2 separate regions of the Cricetulus griseus genome follow, and region 1 is linked to region 2. The links are chromatin contacts, called in public Hi-C maps. All regions are on one chromosome and are shown on one strand. The core of a region is the stretch at or near the end of the contact, and the rest is flanking DNA. Distances in the headings are between cores, read along the strand shown.

Region 1 (4,988 bases), core at 1,175-3,674, 250 kb after region 2:
TTCCTTGCCTCTGTTCACAAAATTAGCCCCACCAGTGGTTGCTGCTGCCTTCAAGCTGTGTAGGGTCGTGTGTATGTTCAGGTGGGCCATCTTGCTGATTTAACACTGCTTTTTGTATTGTTTTTTTCCTTCTCCCTGCCTGCCTGTCCCTTCTGCCCCAGCGAGGACGGTGTCGTGGAGAGGTCCAGCCCCAAGTCTGAGATTGAGGTCATGTCTGAGCCACCTGAAGAAAAGGTGACAGCCAGAACAGGGGCCAGCTGTCCCAGTGGGGGTCATGTAGCTGATATTTATCTTGCAAACATCAACAAGTAAGCTCTGCTTTTCATTTTCTGCTCCCCTAAATGACTCACTCACTCCGCCTCACCCCCTGCCTAACCCCACCCCGCTCCTGTGCTGTATGCAGGGCTCCTAGCTCCCCCAACCTAACAGTCTCCATGTGTCGTTTGCTGCTGCAAGGTGGATGGCAGGGCTTACATGGGTCTCTAAGGGCAGGCCCTACCCTCCAACTGTCTGTTATCATCCTGTGGTACTCTGTGTGTTCCACGGTGTCTGTCTGCCCAGACTTCCTGGCAGTCTTAGCCAAACCTTCATCAAAGCTTTGGTCACCTTATGCAACTTGGTTTTGTGCTATTTCTTATCAGTGCCTTCACTTTTCCAATTCTTGCTCAAATAGTATTTGATAGCTTCTTTGACCCTTGTCTGTCTGAAGATTTCAGAGTTTCGTATGTCTTCACCAGGCTTCTGTCCACCAGGTGGGCTTACTTAGATGCCATGTGTCTGGTTCTCCCTATCCTACATTCATGGCCATGGAAAAGAGAAGAGCACTGAGCCCAAGGGAAGCTTTCTCCTGAGCGTGACCCTTCGCTCCCTTTCACACTAGCAGAAATCACCTTTCATTTTTTTCTTGTTGCTTTCGCACTGTGTTTTTATTATCCTCCCCTAGCAGTCCTTTGCAGATGCCCACTCCTGTCCAGCAGGCTTACTCTCACCCCAGCTTTCATTGTGGCCATTAGCAGTATTCCGAGGTTCTAACTCCATCCACACCTGCTGGCTATCTAGAGGGATTCCTCGTTCGCCCGCCCATGAGCTGCTGCCTCCCCCAGAGGCACTCAGGCTATCGGAGAACTAATCTCATCTCAAGGGGCCAGACACCAAGTCCTACAGACCTCTTTCTGCCAGACCCTGAACTGTGGCCCAGTGCCAGGAGGATGACAAGCCCCGGGGCTCTCCTGGTGAACATGGATTGGAGATGACGTACAGTTTGTATTCCTTCCGACCTTGGAGGGGTGAAATGATTTGCACTTTGAAACCCTGTTAACCATAGCCTCTGGACACTGAGACTGGAAGGAGAATAAAAGATGCTTACTGTTTTTAAACTGCATGAGGTTGCCAGATCTCTTGGCTTTTTTCCAACCAGACAATAGAGGGGGTTGGGGGACATGGATCTTTTCTATCTCTTTCACACTCAAGTTCATCAAGTTTATTCTGCTCACTTATGTAGTATAGTCATAACTTAATTCAGACCAGTAAACAAGTTGAGGATTTTATACTTCCCTCCGGTCTGCTAAGAGGGCAAGCTAATAGAAGGTAGCTTCCAGCTAATCACATTTTTTCATTATTTACAAGTCTGTGTTAATTATGAGTCTGCAATCACAAGGCCATGAGCTTATTAAGCCAGAAACCAAGACTGGATAGTGGAGGGGAAGCTAGATATTTATTTAGGCACTTTGTTTTTGTTTTTTATGGCGTTGGGGGTAGAACTCAACAAGTCACATATACAAATGGAGCATTCTACTTCCGAGCTACAGCTTCAGCCCTGGGTATTAAATTTTAAGTCAACATGTATTTGATACCATTCATACAAAGGAATTACAGAGAACAAAAGCTAGAATAGTTAAAAGATAAACATCTGGTAGAAAGTCAGGGTTGTTCCCTTGATCTCTTTGCTTGGTGGTATTAAGATTCTTACGATGAATTTCCTGGGGACAGACCATAACCAAACCATGTCAACATGGTCTACTCAAGCTTTCCCGGGCACCAGCCAATCAGTGCATGAGTGACAGCCCTAACATGCCTGGCTCTTAGGAGTGAGTCTGACTTCCCGCCTGCCTCCAGAACAGTGCTCCCATGAAACTTGAGTTTCCTGATTGCCTTGGAGAACTCTTTCCTCCTGGGCCCTCTCATTTGATTAACTCCTCCTCAGCCTCCAAGACTTACCTATTTGGGTAAACCTTCCTTACACCCTGAGTTCCTTGGGCTGAAAACAATGCCCTCATTCTGCATTCCAAAATGGCTTGAGTTGCTGGTACTTGGTGCTACGCCTGGTTCCTCCTCCAGGCTGAGCTCCTTGTAAATCAGCCTCTCTGTCTTCCTTGTCTTTATGCCCCAGATAGAGCCTGGGATGACACTACCACAGTCCCCTAAGTCTGCCTTCTCAGCAGTTCTGATCTGTGAGTCAGCCATCCTTGAGAGGAAAAGGGAAATCAGCAGCGTTCTTAGGTGTGGCATTTAGATTTAATTCCACATCCTATATTAACCATCTGCTTTGTGCCAAGCACCAGTGCTAGCTGTTCAGAGCTCACAGTCTGGCAAGGCACAAGACCATATGGAAGGTAACTGCAAAGCAGTTGTATGGAGGCACTGGAGAAACCTGGAAGGGAGGAATCTCTTCGGTCTGCAGTTGGAGGTACTAATGTCATGGAAAACTTGACAAAGGAGGGCTCATTTCAGCAGGGTCTTCCTAGACTAAAGAGCATCCTTTTTCTGGTTGAGAATGGCTGCCTTACAACGCTAGACCTGCCTAGCAGCCACATTCATAGAGAGGCTGCTGGGCCACATCCTACCAGACCCAGAAAGATAAAGCAGACCGAAGCTGTAAGCAGCACAAGAAATGACTTAGGCATTATCTATGCTTAAGAGATGGCCCCCAATCTGCAGTCCTACCATTACCATCCCGATCCCCAGCTCATCCCATCTTCCTCAGTAGAGTCGAGATCAGAGCTACACAGCTGCTATCTGAACTAGCAGCTTGATGGCATCTTAGATGAGGTCCTTTAAAGTCTGGTTCAGAAAAATAAAATTATTCAGCATCAGGCAATAACCCATATGGCTAGGATCCCACTACATCACATCATTTGAGAGCCTTTTGTGGTATGAAATGAATTGGCCCAGTGCTGGGTGACATAGGAGTTGTGTAGATGCCCTTTCTACCCTAAGATCAGGCACACAGTGAACCCTCTGTCTGTGCCACTGCAGTTCCTTGAAAAATCTCTTCCATGTCTATGAACAAGAAATAGCCTCTTGCCAGAGCCCAGATGATGACGGACTTGCTGTAGTATAGTTGAGCAAACTGAAATGTGGAAAAGTTAACTCCTATTGCTAGAAGTTCTCCCCCTCCTTGGTGATGGTGAGACTTTCCTCCTTGGTGATGGCGAGACTTTGTCACCTGGGGCTTGGGTTTCTGTTCATGCAGGCAATGGAGTGGGTCTTTTCATGAATCTTTCTCCCATTAGAAACTTTCTCTTGAACAGGCAATTTTTTTTCTGACAGCATCTTACATGGTTAGAACTCAAAGCTCACAACCACCAAGTAAGTATCCATTTCACCTCTGCCCAGGTTGGGGGTTGGAGGGAACAGAACCATAGAGAAAACAAGAGAAAGAAAAACTGAAGAGATAGAGTATTCTGTGTGACTTTCTTTAGATGTCCCAGGTGCCAGCCTCTGCCCCCTGTCACAATCCCAGCTCATTGGACCCAGGGCTTCCTGATCAGATGCCGTTTCTGTTTGTTGAAGGCAAAGGAAGCGTCCAGAATCTGGGAGCATCAGAAAAACATTTCGGAGTGACAGCCATGGGCTGGGCAGTTCTCTGACTGACTCCTCCTCCCCGGGGGTGGGGGCTAGCTGCCGTCCATCCTCTCAGCCCATCATGAGCCAGAATCTCCCCAAGGAAGGGCCTGATAAGTGTTCCATCAGCGGCCATGGGAGCCTCAACTCTATCAGCCGCCACTCATCCCTGAAGAACAGGCTGGACAGTCCACAGATCCGGAAGACTGCCACTGCGGGAAGGTCAAAAAGCTTCAATAACCATCGGCCCGTGGACCCTGAAGTCATTGCACAGGTAACTGAGGGGCCCTGGACAATAAGTAGTAAGTCTACACTCATCAGTTCCACTCAGAGCAGCCCCGGCTAATCAACAGAACTTAAAAGAGATCCCTGTACGTTCTATAGAGGATGCAGCAAGTATCATACATGTGAATCTGCCAAGACAGCTTACTGAGCAATCTGCCTACCCTTGTCTCCCCAGCAAAACCTGAAGGTAGAGTTAATAGAATTCTACCTTCTTATTTGTATTCTGGCTGTTTCCAAGGCTGTTAACTTTTAAAGCCAACAGCTAAATATTTTGATAAAAAAAGTCCATTAGTCCAAGTTTCATGTGTTAAGACACTAAGGTAGGGTCTGAGGAGATGGTTCAATACATAAGAGCGCTTGCTATGCGAGCAAGATGAACTGAATTCAAATCCGCAGCACCCACATAAAAGGCCTGTAACCCCAGTGTTGGGGATTAAGGGCAGGCAGAGTCCTAGGACTTGCTAGCCAGTCAGCCAGCCTAGCCAAAAGAACAAACTTCAAGTTCAGTGAGAGTCTCTGCCCCCAAAACAATAAGATAGAGAGTGATAGAGACAGATACCTGACATCTTCCTCTGGCCTCTGCACATAGAACACACACATGAGAAACTAGATGGATAGATAAGTAGATATGTAGGTAGGTAGGCAGGCAGACAGATGATAGAAACACAATAGTAGACTTTAGTGAAGCTAAGACTCCGTTCCTGACACTCCATTTCATAAAGCTGATCTCTGATACTTGTAGATAGCTAATTAGTCCACCATCGGATTCTGTCTTCAAAACCCCAAAGTATTCTTGTTGCTTGAAGCTCAGGTACTAGAAAGTTTCCAACCCAAAGTTGCAGGTACCAATGCAGATGAAT
Region 2 (5,678 bases), core at 625-3,124:
ACAAAACTTCACAGATATTTGCCTCACCCCCCAACCCAGAACCATTATCATCAAGAAAAACCAAAACAGCCAGGGCTGATGACTCATGCCTATAATCCCAGCACCTGGATGGTTGAGAGATTGCTGTGAATTTGGGGTTAGTCTTGACTGCATAGTGAGATCTTGTCTCCAAAACCAAAATACATTCTGAGAAGATGACTCAACAGCTGAGAGCACTTGGTGTTCCTGCAGAGGACCTGGATTTGGTCCATCTACATGGTGACTCAAACTGCCTGTAACACCAGCCCCTGGGAATCCAATGTCCTCTTCTAGCTTCCGGGGCACTTGCATGCAAGTGCTTCACCTACATACATGTATTCAGGCACACATACGGTTAAAAATGAAAATAGGCAGCCAGGCATTGGTGGCGCATGCCTTTAATCCCAGCACTCAGGAGGCAGAGGCAGGTGTATCTCTGTGAGTTCGAGGCCAGCCTGGTCTCCAGAGCGAGTGGCAGGATAGGCTCCAAAGCTACACAGAGAAATCGTGTCTTGAAAAACCAAAAATAAATAAATATAAAAATAAAAATGAAAATAATGAAACCCACTACTTCGTGTGCTAACTTAAAAAAATTAACTAAAGAAAATAAACAGAGAAAGTGGAAGAAAAGGAAAAATGCTAGAAAGGATTAGATAAAAAGAAACCCTTATATTCTGTTAGTAGGGATGAAAATTAGTGAAGTCCGTATGGAAATCAGTATTGAGGGTCTTCAAAAAACTAAATAACATGTAATCCAGCCGTCCTGAGCTTATACACAAGGCAAATAAAATCAGCATAGCAAAGAGATCCTTGAACACCGTGTTTATTGCAGCACTATTCACAATAGCGAGATATGGAATCAGACTATGTGCCTAAGCACAGATGAACACACACACACACACACATTCATACTCACATTAGTGGTGGAAAGCTTTAATTAACCGTGATTCATAAGCACAGTGAAATGTTATACAAAGAGAAATGTGGCTGGAAGGATCTCCAAAACACATTTTAAGTTGAAAAATAAATCAAACAATATTGCAAAATGATACCCGGTTTTTTAATAGAAAGGTCTCAGTGTGTGCATGTATTGAAAATTTATGATGACCTCTTAGAATATGTAATTTTATATATGGGTAAAAAATAAATTGTAATAAGTATTGTAAGGGGATACCTAAGTATTCACTCCTCAAGAGACCACCTAATTATCTGGGCATTACTGCCTCCATACAGTAATTTCCTTCAAAACCAATGACCCAAGCGTTTTACATTCAATATCTTTACAGTCCCTCACAAAAGTCTAGTATATGATAAGTATTACAATTTAGAGCGAGTTCCAGGACAGCCTCCAAAGCCACAGAGAAACCCTGTCTCGAGAAACAAACAAACAAAATTGTAGGCTGGGTGGTGGCACACACCTTCAATCCCACCACTCAGGGGACAGAGGCAGGTGGATCTCTTCGAGTTAAAGGCCAGCCTGGTCTACATAATGAGACCCTGTTTCAAAAATATTCTCTTTCAAAAGGCGGGTAGGAGGGGAAACGGGAAGAAGTGAAGGAATGGACCCTGGAATCTCACTCACTGCCTGGTGTCACATTAGTGGAGGGGGAAACGTTTGGGGGGGCGGCTTGTGCACTCTACTCCTGCTAAGAACGCTTTGGTGGGTCACTCTTATGATGTAATTTCAAGGAATCAGACTTTTAAGGTAGAAAACACTAAAACATAGGTATAAAGAATAGAGCTAAGCTAAGCGTGTAGCTGTTATCACCCGCTGTTCAGTATCTGGCTAAAGGACGGCAGGTGGCAGCAGAAGCAGGCTGGGGTTTGTAGGAGCTGCCAGAGAAGCAGCGTTTGAGTAAAGCCTTCCATGTGAAAGAAATCTTAACACAAGAATAAAAATAGAACAATGAGGAGCTGGTGCCACGAGCTCCAGCCACCGCAGACCCTGATGTCATTCACTGTCTGCCATCTGCTGAGCCTTGTCTTTCAGGGAGAAAGAAACGGTTCCAAGCTCTGTGTGTCCCTGTCCTAGCTTTGCTCAGGTCACAGAAGGAAGCTGGTTCACCAGATAGAGGCTCTGGGCAAGGTGGGGCCGGATGAAGGAAAGGTTTTTAGAAGGAGACTTCTTAGGCAATAAAAAGAAACGAAATGCTGCTTCACAAACCTCAAAATGCCATGCTAAGTCAAAGAAGGTAATCACGGGAGACCACAAAATGCATGGCACCATTGAAAGAAATGTTTAGGATAGGCAAAACCAGAGACAGAATGGGACTAGTGGTTGTGTAGGGTAGAGGAGGTGGTGACTGCCAAAACTTCTAATGGATACTTAGTATCTTGAAAGGATGAAAAGATCCTGGAATTTTACTAAGTTAGTGGTTGTAAAAGTCTGTGAATATGCTAAAACCATTGAGTTTTACATTTGAAATGGGTACAATTTGCTAAAACCATTGAGTTTTACATTTGAAATGGGTACAATTTATAGTATGTAAATTATTATACAGTTCATAATACATAAACAATATAGCATTATAGAATTCATCGTATGTAAATTATTCAAATGAAGATAGATCACAGACCTGGCTACAAATTTCACTTCTTCCTCTAACAACCTATGGACCCTCCCTTCCTTTTCTATACCTACATCTCAAAATTAAATCACAACAATTTAACAAAGACTATGAAATGCCAGCCAGAGTGAACATGGCATTTGTGTCCTTTTGTTTTCCTAGTCCTTACAAGCAAGATGACACTTTATCTCTAAGCCCAGCTGTGTCATGTTTTGCTTTTGGTACAACTGTAAACGTCTCCACTGTTCTCCATTTCCACTCCAAGTCTATTTTCTTTTTCTTTTATTATAAGAAAAGAGTCTAGTTTTATTTTTTAATTAATAATTTATTTTTTACATTCCAGTCCCCCCACTACCCTCTCCACTCAACTCCCCATCTGTTTGCTGGACAGGATAAGGCCTCCCCTAGGAAATCTATTAAGTTTGTCCCATCATCTCGTTGAGACTGGACCAAGGCACACTCTCCTCAACCCCCCATCTAGGATGAGTAAGGTGTCTCTCCATATAGAACGGGCTACACTAAGTCGGTTTGTGCATTAAAGTTAGATCTTGGACTCACTGCCAGTGGCCTCATACATTGTCCTCCTTTTTGTTTCTGATTTTGTTAATTTGAATATTCTCTGTCTTTTGGTTTGTTTGGATAAAGATTTGTCTATTTTGTTGAATTTCTCCAGGAACCAATTCTTTGTAGTTTTCTTTGTTCTATTTTATTGATTTCAGCCTTCAATCTGACTATTTCTTGCCATCTACTCCTTGGTGGGTTTGCTTTTTTTTGTTCTAGTGCTTTTAGTTGTTCTGTTAATTCACTAGTGTGGGATTTTCCCAGCTCATTTATGTAGGCATTTAGTGCTATGAACTTTCTTCTTAGCGAGGCTTTCATTGTGTCCCATAAGTTTGGGTATGTGTGCTGCCATTTTAGGAAGTCTTTAATTTCTTTCTTTATTTCTTCCTTGACTCAGTGGTGGTTTAGTTGATCATTGTTCAATTTCCATGTGTTTGTAGGTTTTCTGAAATTAATGTTGCTGTTGAATTCTAACTTTAAGCTGTGGTGATCTGATAGGATACAGGGGGTTATTACAATTTCTTTTGTATCTGTTGAGGTTTGCTTTGTTACCGAGTATGTGGTCTATTTTTGAGAAGGTTCCCTGAGGTGCTGAGAAGAAAGTATATTCTTTTGTGTTTGAGTGGAATGTTCTATAGATGTCTGTTAAGTTCATTTGAGTCATAACCTCTGTTAGTTTCCTTATTTCTCTGTTATGCTTCTGTCTGGCAGATGTGTCCACAGGTGAGAGTTGGGTGTTGAACTGAAGAAATGCCTCTACAGGTAAGAGCACTAGCTACTCATCAAGCAGACTTGGGTTCGACATCCAGCACCCACATAGTGGGTGACACTAGCTGTAATTCCAGGTCCAGGGGATCTTCCTCTGGCATCAAAGAGTACCAGGCATGCAAGTGGTCCACAGACATACAGGCAAAATATCATATACATAAAATAAAGTAAAACAAAAAAATTTAAAAAGACACCAATGTTTTTTTTTTTCCCCAAGGGAAAAAAAGATATACTACTGTCTTAGTCCATCACCAGCTGTTTCTCCACTTAATGTAAATTTCATCCTTTAAAAAACAAAACAAACGGGGTTGGAGAGATGGCTCAGAGTTTAAGAGCACTGACTGTTCTTCCAGAGGTCCTGAGTTCAATTCCCAGCAACCACATGGTGGCTCACAACCATCCTTTATGAGATCTGGTGCCCTCTTCTGGTGTGCGGATATACATGGAAGCAGAATGTTGTATACATAATAAATAAATAAAATCTTAAAAAAAAAAACACAAAAACGGGGCTGGAGAGATGGCTCAGAGGTTAAGAGCACTGGCTGCTCTTCCAGAGGTCCTGAGTTCAATTCCCAGCAACCACATGACCACATGGCTCACAACCATGCAGAATGAGATCTGGTACCCTCTTCTGGTCTGCAGGGACACATGCAGACAGAACACTGTATACATAATAAATAAATAAATAAATCTTAAAAAAAGCAAAAACAAACAAACAAACAAAAAAACCCATCAGATTAATCATATCTATTCCATCACGGAATCCCTTCTTGGGAGTGTTGTGTTTTGCCACATTCAAATACTTTTGCCACATTCGATTCCTTTGACCCTTGATGTATTCTGCCTTTACTCACAGAGCCAACCCTGTGGTCTAATGGTGGGGATATTAAAGTCAACAAATTAGATTCTCTACTCTCCTGGCATTTGCTTCATGGTGGGGGGAGTCTAATAACAACAACAAATGTATACATATTGCTGTGGACTGAGTTTTGATACCTGTCATATGTTGGAACGCTAACTGCCAGTGTGATGGTTATTGGAGACGGGACCTTTAGAAGGTAATTAAGTTTGGTGACATCATGAAGATGAAGTCCTCATGATGAGATGTGTCCTTTTTAAGATGAAGGAGCGATTGCTAAAGCTCTATGCACACCACACAAGGGCAAACGGGGAAATAACTTTCTGCAAAGTAGTCAGCATCCTACTGGGACCAAAGCTGTACTCACCTTGTCCTTGGACTTACTGATCTCTGGAACCATGAGAAGTAAGTGTATCATTTAAGTCATCCAGCCTGTGGTATTTTATTATGGCAGTCTGCATAGACTGATACAAGTTGGTATGAAAATGTGCATTTAAACAGGAATCCTACAAAAGCTATATATGATGGTTTGGTTTGGATATGGTTTGCTATTGCCAAGACTCAAATTGAAATTTGGTGTCCATGTGGGAGGAGGATCCTGTAAGAGATTAGTTTGAAACTGGATTCATTCTCCAAAGAGCAGGTGTGGCAACAGCCATTCTCCTCTACGCTTTTGTGTATGCCTGTTGGCCATTCCCAGAGGCACTCCTGCCATGTGATGCCATCTGCCATGCTGTGACATGGCAGCAGGCCCCTCTCAGGTGCAGGTGTTGAATCCCAAGCCTCCCTGAATCTAGAATAAACCTCTCTTATTTTAAAAAATAAGGTTTGGTCTTTGGTATTCTGTTATAGCCAAGAGTAGACCAAGATGGCTGATCTTGCTGATGGAAAGACTCACTGTGGTG

What was found. Hi-C and Micro-C count contacts between places; a contact is called where the count stands out from the background.
Region 1: a Hi-C map of liver shows a contact between it and region 2, with 2.7 times the contacts expected there. The contact joins two enhancer-like sites. A contact is called at or near these places in 2 of 8 Hi-C or Micro-C datasets (fibroblasts and liver).

Annotation. Positions count from the first base shown.
Region 1 is chr5:57,756,942-57,761,929 of CriGri-PICRH-1.0, forward strand. Srgap2 (SLIT-ROBO Rho GTPase-activating protein 2) reads left to right here. Exons shown (of 23, transcript XM_027417669.2): 21 at 162-308; 22 at 3,793-4,117. Among named protein-coding and RNA genes, the nearest start is that of Ikbke, 15 kb to the right of the region's middle. Within about 2 kb of position 2,425, at least 1 of the 6 cell types and tissues checked has open chromatin away from gene starts, as enhancers often do.
Region 2 is chr5:57,510,812-57,516,489 of CriGri-PICRH-1.0, forward strand. No RefSeq gene overlaps it. Among named protein-coding and RNA genes, the nearest start is that of Fam72a, 26 kb to the right of the region's middle. Within about 2 kb of position 1,875, at least 3 of the 6 cell types and tissues checked have open chromatin away from gene starts, as enhancers often do.